2 separate regions of the Anser cygnoides genome follow, and region 2 is linked to region 1. A link is a contact called in public Hi-C data. All regions are on one chromosome and are shown on one strand. The core of a region is the stretch at or near the end of the contact, and the rest is flanking DNA. Distances in the headings are between cores, read along the strand shown.

What was found. Hi-C and Micro-C count contacts between places; a contact is called where the count stands out from the background.
Region 2: a contact with region 1 is called in a Hi-C map of liver, with 2.9 times the contacts expected there. The contact joins the promoter of RNF114 here to the promoter of PTPN1 in region 1. A contact is called at or near these places in 4 of 7 Hi-C or Micro-C datasets (granulosa cells and liver).

The regions. Positions count from the first base shown.
Region 1 is chr16:8,546,067-8,551,505 of Taihu_goose_T2T_genome, reverse strand. It overlaps PTPN1 (protein tyrosine phosphatase non-receptor type 1), which reads left to right and starts at 2,993. Exons shown (of 9, transcript XM_066978147.1): 1 at 2,993-3,269. The coding sequence starts at 3,207.
Region 2 is chr16:8,825,863-8,831,301 of Taihu_goose_T2T_genome, reverse strand. It overlaps RNF114 (ring finger protein 114), which reads left to right and starts at 3,282. Exons shown (of 6, transcript XM_048072603.2): 1 at 3,282-3,465; 2 at 3,874-4,024; 3 at 5,074-5,180. The coding sequence starts at 3,317. SPATA2 (spermatogenesis associated 2) reads right to left here and starts at 2,965. Exons shown (of 3, transcript XM_066978192.1): 1 at 2,806-2,965; 2 at 159-584. The coding sequence starts at 476.

The DNA of each region.
Region 1 (5,439 bases), core at 1,744-4,243:
ATTGGGATTTATGACATTGGGCATTTTAAACTAGGCCATCTCAAAATGCTGAATATTGTTAACAGAAATGCAAATTAAAGACTTTAACGTGATTAAGCTGAGTATGTCATTTTATGGGCTTCAAATGAAATAAAAATAATAGAGTTAGTTTCATTGTTCTGTTAATGTTCATTTTAAACGCAAGCCCAGGCTGCTTCACATTATTTTGTGGGTAGCTAGTGCCTAGCGTATATTAGGGACCATATAAAAATTACTATTAATCCCTACAACTGTTAAAAAAAAAAAAAAAAAGGCAGGGCAGTCTCTCCGATTCACCAGGAGGAATTCTAGAACCTTCCAGAATCTTCTACAGACGGAATGCACTTGATGTTTTCATAAGGTGGCCCTATATGCCCTTTACATTGCTGTAGCAGTACAAAATGTCAAAGATTTGAAGCTTATTGGTTAATATAAACTAGTATCCAACTGTATACGGTAAGTGTCCCAGTTTGGGGTGTAAGGGTGTTTGCTGTGGATGTCATCGCATGCAATTGTACGTAAAAATAAAGCCAAAAGAATTCAATGGCATACGACCCAGTTATCCGTGCTTTTCTGAAATATGACTTAATGTATATCACTGCTACAAATTGTTCTTTACCTCCTTTGTATGGGCATGTATAGGGAAAAGCAAATGTTGACTATGTGGTCTATCCCCTCCAAAATTTCCAGTTGTGTAATAAGAACATTCACTGAACCTGACTGACACATCGTAAAGGGTTATTGGTCACACTTACTGCAACTGTGATAGACTGAGCATTTATGTAAAAATGTAAAATACACTACCAACTTTTATAATCTCTTCTTTTCTGGGTTACTCTGTGAAATCTACAGCAAAATATGAATTTGTTCAGGGTAATATATGAGTTTTTGTCATTCAAGGCAATTACTGCTGTGACAACAGTACACATTTAGCAGAACATACTGCTGACTGACTGAAGAACCTTCCCCGCTTATATTTATTACACCCATTCAGGTGACATAAGCATAAAAGACTCTGTGCTATCTTCCTTTATAAAATGTTTACACATTGCAGTAATTCAGTTGCACGTAGCTATAGCATCACAAGCTCCTACCTGTTCTGGGCACGATCAGGTTTACGCCTGCATGAAAGATGGCCATCCACAGGAATTGCTCTCTGGTGACATTATAAAGACTTATCTTTCTGTATGGAGTCACTGAAACACAGCAAGACTCCCCACATATGTTCATAATTCTTAACCTTGAAATCACAGGGAAAAGGGAAAGCAGCAAAGTTGCTAAATTTGTCTTTATGTCCCCAGGTCCAGCAGGTTAAAAATTCACCATCCATTCTCAAGATAAGGAAACTGCCTCACAGCAGCCAGATTAGGAGATTAGGAGAAGATGCAGTCCCCTATCCAGTGCTTTTAGTACCAGGAAAATTGATTTCAACAAGTGGAAACAGTTTCATTCACAGGGCTAACACTGTATCTGTCTAGTTCCAAAAATCAGTTCAAGAGAAAGCAGTAAGAAAGGAAAAAAAAAATCTTAATACCACCTGCTAATGCCTCCGTACTACATTCAGCACATGATTAGAGAATAATGTTTCATTGTTTACCTAGATTAAACCATTTATCCAATTAGGCTGCTTTCTGCAGCTTGCCTTAACTGTTGGCATTCCCATTAACCCTCTCCCCAGATTCTGGGCCCCTGAGCTCACATCTGACTAGTCCTCTCTTCCCAGAGAGCACCCATTTGCCCTTTAGTAGCCCACTAAACAAGGCTCAAGTGGGGTGGCACTTTGGGGCTGAACACTGAAACGCAGCCTCTTCCAAAGTCTCTGGTCGAATGATTAGGAAAAGCAACGGAAAAGCTTCCCCTAGAAGGTACAGCCAAGCGGTGCAAGGGCTGCAGCTAAGGGACGAAATACCTCTATCTTCAGTGACATCGATATATCCTGCCTGTTGAGAACCCTGCCACTCTCACTGTCTTAAATCTATACTGTGCCTAGAGGATTTGTAAGCACATTCACTTGAGAAACACCTATCGCACAAACCCACCATCTCATTTCAGGTCAGCGCTGATGCTGCAGAGATACCAGGTACGCCAAGCCTACACCAACCCTCAGCAGCAACATGGGCAAAAAGCCTGAGAAATAGTAATCTAATAAACAGAAGTTGGCTGACATGAGAAGTAAAATTCCTCACTTTGGAAACGAAGCGCGCTCTAGCATTACGCGTGGGATAACTGTGTCCATATGTTTGGAACGCCTTGTCTTGACCTCAGGAAGAACACGTTGGCTCCCTAGTACCAGACGTGTAGGCTGAGGCTTTACTCAATGTTGTGTTTTAGGGTGGGGTAGGATGGCAAACGTTTACCTGCTGGGACAGGATGTGGATAGTAATGGCCATTTCTGAGTAGGAACACAAGAACGGAGGACAGGTGACCGAAATCCATTCTGATTTTCTCATGGCACTCATTCCTTCAACTGAAAGCGTACGGGACAGCTGACAGCACCCGTTTCAGCGTGCAGCCTGTGTAAGAGCAAATAATAACCTCTCCATCTCCTGAACACGCTCAGAGCTGCCTCCAACCCCCGAAGTCAGAGCACACAGGGGCTCAGCACCCCCAGCACGGACGCCTGCCCGGAGGGGCTGCCCCCCTCACAGCCCCTTCCCCGGGGTGGGACACCTTTTGCGGGGCTCCCTGCCCGTCCTGCCGCAGCCGAGGCCCTCCCACACACGACCCCGGGGCGCTGCCCTCTCCCCTCACAGCCCTGCGGGGAGCGCCCTACCTGGCGGGGCGGCGCCGAGGCACCCGAAATCGCCCCTTTTTGCCTCAAAGAGGCTCCTCGTCGCCTCGGGGGGCAGGAAGGGGGCTCTGGGGAGAGTGGCCCTGAGGCGAGGAGGAGAAGAACGAGGAGGAGAAGGAGGAGGCGGCCCGCCCCGACCCACCCCGGGGCGCTCCGGTCTACCCTCGCCCCCTCTCTCCCCCCAGCCCCCCGGCTACGGTTGTGGCCGCCCCGGACATCGCGTCGCCGGGGAGGGCGGCGTAGTTCCGGCGGGGAGCGGGGAGGAGCGGCGTGCCGAGCCAGGCGGCGGCGGTCTCGGGAGCAGCCCGGAGCCCGGGCAGGCAGCGGGGTGCTGCTGGTGGGGACGCGGGGGGTGGTGGCGGCCGGGCCGGGCCGGGCCGTGCGCGGCGTCCCCGCCATGGAGATGGAGAAGGAGTTCCACCGGCTCGACCAGGCCGCCAGCTGGGCCGCCATGTACCAGGTGAGGGGCAGCTGGCTCGGCTCTGCCCCGCGGTGCTGGGGGGGGAGCGCTGGTCCCTCTGCCTGTATCCGCTGCTGAGAGCCGGGGGGGCTCTGCCCTGCGCCTCCCCTCGCGGCTTTCCCCCATGCCTGCTCTCCTTCCCCTTTCGCTGAGGGAAGAGAAGGAGAGGAGGCTCCGCTGCGCGACTCGGAAAGCTCCCCTCTGCCTTACCGAGCCGCGCCGAGCCGGGCCCCCGGCCCCTGAGGTCCCCGGGCAGGACGGGGCAGCCCCCGGGGCGCTACTGCCCGGTCCTGGGGGCTCCTCGGTGGGCTGAGCGCGGCCGCAAGTGCTCAGCAGCCTTCCAAAGCTGCTTCCTGACCCCGGGGGAGTGAAGCCGACTGTCTGCTTTTTTCTTTAAACAGAAACGCGATGGTGAGCGGCGTTGCACGCACCTAGGTTTTGGTCGCTTTAGTAGTAGAAGAGATCCCTTAAAATGGCTTGTTAGGAATACTCATGCAGGGATCTGGTACTGCTTTTTATTACTTTGTTTATTTAGCCTGGTTGTGACATTCCTAAAAAGCCGTGTGGCAAACATTTTTGCGATGGTAAGATTATTTGCGAACCACGCACAGCTTCAGAGGTACGAGGATCCGAAGTTAGGCCCTTTGTCTTTAGCAAGTTGTGTGCTCACTTATCCAAAATGAGGTCTGAGAGAAGACGAAGCACGCTAATGGCTGGGTGGATGTGTTCAGTCAGATCGGGTAGCATTACTGTAAAATCCATTTGAATGCTTAAGCTTCCACATTGCATATTCTAATGAGTTTTAAGATCATATTTGTAATGTAAAACTTGGGCTTTGCATCCCTTTCACTGTATTTCTCTGGCAGTAGACATTAAAAAAAAACTGGATTTATGAAAATGAAATAAATGTGCTTCAGTTTCAGAATTACTGTAGGCAAGTTTTCAAAGCAGTAGCTTGCAGGATGAATATCCCAGTTGTTTGGCAATTGGAGAATAAGCATGAAATTTTGAGCATGTTTTTCAGAAAAGTCCATTTTTTGTTAGAGGACTGCATTTCCTGCAGGGTTCCAGCACTTGCTAACTCTATCAGTTGAAAGTCATGTGCATATATGACGTTATGTTTTTGCTAAACTGTTCTTGACAATTTGGTGTTTTGCAGGCTCAGTGCTCAGGAAATGATTTTGAGTAATATAGCTCTGTAATGGAGGTGGTGTACTTCTACGGGTGCAACTGAGTTACAGAAGTGAAATGTGTAAGGAGCTGTAAGATTAATAAAGAATGAGGGCCTGTGGCATATTTTCAATGTAGCATTCAGTGATATTTTTGTCCAGCTTTCTTTGAATGATGTGACTCAATCTGCTCAGACAGTGGCGCAGAATGAGGTTTGATTGAGGACTAACTAAAAAAAAAAGACTCCAGTGATTTGCGTCCAACTGTTGACAAGCCTGAGAGGTGGGTTTTTTGTGGTTTTTTTTTTCTTGCTGTTTGTATTTTAAGGTTGGTTAGTAAGTATGTGCATCTACATCATGTAATTCAGTTTCTAACTACATCCTGCTTTTAAATATCAGCTGTTTAAAATGACTTCTTGGCAGATCACGTACATCTAGAAGAACAATGTACTTCACTGTAATCCATGCTTTTGATGTCTTGGCTGACATTAACAATGCAGTTTTCCTACAAATCCAATCTTTGCCTGAAGAACGGAGTAAGTGGAAAAATGTTTGTCATTGGTGCAGTCTTCTATTTCTAAAAAGTCTTCCAAGTTAATTGCACCACAGTTAATTGTACCACATGCTTCTAGTGCCTAGGTGTTACGATTGTAACTCCTAAAATCTAAAGAAGTTCACCAGTGTTCTGAATGAAGCATAACACAGTTTACTAACGGAGTCACTTCCTCTTCTTTCTTGGCTAAATTTATTATCTGGAGGTACAGTTGTCAGTTAGGGGAGGAATTACGAATACACAGGGAGGTGAAGCTAATTGGAAGGATGGCTGCAAGGAGACACGTCTGGGTGCCACGTGACTTTGAAGAGTTAAATTTTTCCAAGCTTCTTTTTTAGGACAAGGGGAAGCTATGTTTGGCTATGATAATGGTACAGTTCAGAAAGAATAAAATTTAAGATTTTTTTAAAAGTATAAATTATAACAAGATGGGGACAAAAACATTTCA
Region 2 (5,439 bases), core at 2,033-4,532, 280 kb before region 1:
CTTTCTTACAGCTTCTGTTTACCAGCTCTACACACAGTCACACACATACATCAGCCTAACGTGCAGGAAAAAGAGTCATCTTAAGGGAAATGCATGGAATGTCTTAAAAAAGAAAAATAAATCACGTTCTCACTACTGTCACACAAAAGATGTCTTACCTTAATATTTTTGAACTCCTTTTTCCAGGGATAAAGAAAGAGATTGATTCCAACTGTCTCGAGCATGCTGAATGCATTATGGAGAGAATGTAAACTTGAGGATTTCAGAGCTCTCAGTGAGTTTTCAGCCATCTCATAAAATTTTATCAACCGGAATCTATAAAAGGGATCAATTTTGGGAAGGCAAAATAAGGCGGACGCTGCCACTCGCAAATACTCATCATTAATAGGACGCTGCTTGTTGTCAGAGACACTCAGTTTGCACTCATGGAACTGTACATACTTCCTAAATAAATCGTCTTTATATTTTGTATCCATTGAAATCAGTTTTTGTCTCACGCCTGGGAAGCTACCTCGCCTCTCTCATGGTTGTTCGGCAGTGGGCTGGTTATCTGGCATTAAGAATCCTCAGTAACAGCAACTCCTCTGGAACAGAAATTGAAAACAAAGACAAGTCATCACCGTTGCATAAATCCCAGATGTCCCCAGCATCTATTTGCTTCACAGGATTCTATAAAATGGTTCGCAGAGCAGGAGCTCCCTGAACAGCCTCTCCAGGTCTCTGAAAAAGCGCAGGCACCTACAGGAAGGCTGGTGTCCTGCTTCTCCCTGGCATTCGCTACTGCTTTTTCCAGTCATCTGCCTAAAACAGAGCACAATAAACCTAAATCAACGTCTGATGAAAGGAAGTCCGTGTAGGCGCGTGTCCAGCTTGAAGATTCCTTGGGCTAGGGAGACAAGGCAAAACTAACTCACAGCAAAGGACTGAGAGGAAAAAATGAGGGTTTGTTGTTGGTTCGTTTGTTTTAGGACTTCTCTCGTTTGACCTCACCCTTTCAGTTCAAACAACTTACGCAAACATGATTTTAATCAGTTTTTCTTTCTTTTTTTTTTTTTTTTTGCCCTGCACAGCAATACAGAGATTACAAAATCCCACAAAGTTTCATTTTGCTCATATTGGGAAAGCATCTGTGTTGTTTTTTTTTTTTTCCCCTAGTAGCACAGGACAGCCCACAGACCGAGCAGATTAATGCACTTCACCTTTTTATTTCTACCATTTTCTAGGCTTTTGACTGCTGCTCATCCACCTGATGGCATGCCCGGGCCATCCCTGTGCCGAGTGCTTTGTGGCCACCCTACAGAACGCGCTGCCCCGAGCACTGAAGTGCAGCCGAAGCTTCAGCTGAGCGCTAGCAGGTGCAAAGATTGCAGTCTTTCCAACAAAGACAACTACAACTGCCGTTTTCAGCTGTTTTATCACAACACAGCAAAGCCACTCCTGCTTCAACACCGCACAGGCTTCTGTTTGCAGGTCCAATTGCTTCTTCACCTTACTGAGCTCCCGTACTACACAGAAGAAGCTGGTGCCCAAACGAGCCTCTCCACACTGCCGTCCCAAAGGCAGGTAAGCAGCAGGCCAACAGACTCTCAACTACCCGAAAACCCTGAGATTAAAAAGCAGACCACAGGCTTTCATTGTTAAATAAGCCCAACCTAGCACTTCCCAACCGTGAACCAAGAGGGAGAGCACAGAAGTTGAAGTTAGTTCAGCCCCCTCCATGAGCAGTTCTGTCTCTCTCCCCTAGCTCTCTCCTCCTGAGATTGTACAAGATGAAGTCTGTGGACAAAACCAACCACATTTCTGCTACTTAGCAAGAAGAGCTCTACGAGAGAGCTTCAGAGAACAATCCTCGTTTGGCACATCGCTAACACGCCCTGAGGGTAAGCAGGGATCTCGTGCTGGCAAGGAGTTGGATTAAATGCTACAATTCTGCCGTCACCAACGTTAATAACTACTCAGCGACAGAGCTTGCTTGTGTGTAGAAGACCTCAGGGTGAGGAAAGTCCCCGCAGGAAAGGAAGGGCCTTAGCGAGACCCCGTGAACTGTGACATTCAGCGGCGCTGCCAGCCCCAGCCCTGCTCAATGCACACATGCCAGAGCTCACGCGGCCGAGAGGCGAGGCACCACAGCCAAGGCAGGGAGCCCCCGCAGGGCTGCTCCTCTGCCCGTACGGGAGCACACCGCGCTCACCGGGGCAGCCCGCACGCGGCCACCCGCCGCGGTGACGGGGCCGGCGGGGATCAGTACGGCGCTACGAACGCAGCGGCTGGCGGAGCGGGTGAAGCAACGGGGGCTTTGTTGCGGATTACCAACGGAAAGCCTCGGAATCCTGCGGAAAGGCGCGAGCAGCGATCTGCCCGGGGCCTGCGAGGAGCACAACGGGGCTGCGGCGCTGCCGGGTCGGAGCCCCGCCGAGAGGAGCGGCGACGGGGCCCGGTCTGCGCGGCCCCGCACGGCTCAGCCCCGCGTGCGGGAGGGGGCGCGGGGCAGGCCCTTGTCCCCCGCGCCCCGATAGACCCGCGAGCACCGGGCCTTCGCCAAACGGTTAATTGAGGATTCGGCTCACCGGGACCCAAGGGCCAGCCGCTCAGACCCAACGCGGCGCCGGGCGGCACCTCGGGCGGCACCTCGGGCGGCACCGGGGCCCCAGCACCCCCGGCCCGCAGCCCCGGCCGCTCTCACCCCCAGGACGCCGCCCCGCCGCCCCCGCCCCTCAGCGCGGCCCCCTCAGCGCGGCCCCCTCAGGGCCAGGCCCGCCCCCGCCGCCCCCTCACGCGCCGCGCCGCGGCGGGCCCGTCCCTCACCGCTCCGCTCCGCTCCGCCGCCGCTCTGCCGGAAGCGCGCCGTGACCCGGAAGCAGACGCGGGGCCGCCCCCGGCGGCTTCCGGCGCCGTGCGGCTGCAGGCGGCGGCTGGGGCGGCCCAGGCACGGCCCGGCCCGGCCCACGGCGGGGGAGCGCCCCGGAAGTGGATGGCGGGGGAGGGAAGCCCCGCCTCCCGCTGTGAGGGGACTTCCGGCGGGTGACGTCATGCGGCGGGGCGGCCGGGGAGGCGGGAGGCGGGGTAGGCCCCTAGCAACGGGACCCGCCCCTAGCAACAAGCCCCGCCCCTAGCAACAGGCCGCACCCGTAGCAACCGACCTCACCCCTAGCAACTGTCCGCACCCATATGGTTAGGCCACGCCCCTAGTGACAGACCACGCCCCCTAGCAACCGACCCCCTCATCTCCTAACCCCTCCTGTCTCGGCCCCGCCCTCGAGTGGGCGTGGCCTCGGGAGGGCGGAAGGGGCGTGGCCGTGCCGCGGCCGCCGGCAAGATGGCGGTGGCGGGGGGCGGCGGCGGCTCCTCGGCGTCCTGCGCGCCCTCCGCCCGCGGCCCTGAGCGGCCCGACCCGCTGGCACGGCTCACCTGCCCCGTGTGCCTCGAGGTGTTCGAGAGCCCCGTGCGCGTCCCCTGCGGACACGTGTGAGCGGCCGGGGGCGGGACCGGGGGGGGCTGCGGCCGGGCTGAGGCCTAGGGGATAGGGGTCGGGGGCCGGGCCCAGGCCCGGGGTCGGTTGGGGCCCTCCCGGCTGGGCCCTCAGCGCCTCGCCTCGGCCTGGGGGGCCGTGGGGGTTGAGGCAGGCGTGGCTCGCTCATCCCCAGCTCACCCCACCTGTGGCTGCAGTAAGGCCTCCGTGAGAGACAACACCACCAAAATCTACTGTTAGTTAATATTTTCCGTAGTTTCCTCTCCTGGAGGATGTGGAGGCTGAGTGTAACCGGCTGTGGTGCTGCCCCTCCCTGGGGCTGGGTGCCAGCAGGGACTGGGCTGCCAGGAGCATTCCTCCTGCCGCTTCTCATCTTGGTTTCTCTTTCCCTTTGCCCACCCTAGGTTCTGCACGCCGTGCCTGCAGGAGTGCCTCAAGCCCAAAAAGCCGGTCTGTGGCGTCTGCCGCAGCACCCTGGCGCCCGGCAGCAGGGCTCTGGACTTGGAAAAGCAGATCGAAGCGACGGAAACCACTTGTAATGGCTGCAACAAAAAGGTACGGGAGGGCATCAGGATGAGATGTGTGTGGTGTGCCTGTGCAGCACTGCTGCGTCCAGGGAGGTGAATCGCTTTCTGCTTTCTATGGAATTGGGTCAAATTGTTTGTTTTGCGAAGTGCTGCTGGTATTTTATATTGGCAGCACCCAAATGTTGATGTTCTTGCAACAGTTTTTTATGTTCGGTATTACCTGCCGAGGAAGTGGATTTCAAGTGAGAGATGTTGATATAAAAATAATAGTAAAGTACTGCTTCTGAAGTTGATACTGTGAGCTTGTGGGAGGACCATCACAGTGAAATAGTGGATATGATTTTAGATAGTGATCACTTAAGCTCTTAAACAGAAGCTTATTTGTTTCGTTTAAAACAGTTGAGAGACCAACTTCACTTATTTGGGCAGTTATGTTCTGTAGGGGTGCTGTTGGTGTCCTGCATGTCAAATACGTGCACGGCATCTTCCTGTTGGTTCCTTCCTCTTTCTAAAGTTAGGCTACTTAGCACTAACTGAGTCTAGAACAGAGCATTTTAACTGATGGCAAAACAACAAGAAAAGGATAACTAGACACCAAAGTGAGAGCAGCACTGTTTGGTTGATTTCACTTTTAATTTCTGGGCAGTGTTCTTTTCATCGTTGCAGCCAATAGAAAACCGTGGTGTGTTGATTACCAGTTGTTCAACCTGTAATTGAATCTGTGCTACAATCTGTACTAAAAGCCAAATTATTTTTCATTTATTGTCTCTTCTCCTCAGCAATGAGGTAAGCAGGCTTTTTATAAAGTACGTTTTCTCATGTTATAGCGTGGGTTAAGTCAAGTAGGCTGTCCTAAACAGTACTGTATTGGTAGACTATTACAGGCAGCAAAGTTACAGGTTAACTTATCTGTAATCTTAAAGCTTTCCACCTTATCAGCTGAAATGTCTTTTTTTTTTCCTGCTTTAGCACTGTCTGCAGAAAGCTGCTTTATGCGTTTTTTACTTTTGCTTAGAATTGTAGAAGTAAGTGCAAGTAACTTAAATTAACGCTGCTGTGTGATTGTTACCTCCACAGATGTATCTCTCAAAGATGCGCAGCCATGCAGCTTCTTGTTCAAAGTACCAGAGCTATATCATGGAGGGTGTGAAAGCTGTGACTAAAGAACCACTCCACAACGCCAGGTAACCTGCTCTTCTCTGGAAGCGCTCGCCCTTAAGATCACAAAAAGAGGGCTGTTGCTGAAAAATCGTTATAAAGTCTCAAACTTGATCCCTCTTCTGAGAAGAGGCCTTTTAGCTTTTTTTGTTGTTGTTTTAAACTGCGTTACGGTCTTTCATGCAAACTGTAGAGTTTTGCAGTAAAAGCAGACTTTACCTCTTCACACAGTTTGTTTGTTAATTGTTAATCCTTTCGCAAAAAAAAAAACGTTAATCCTGTGAC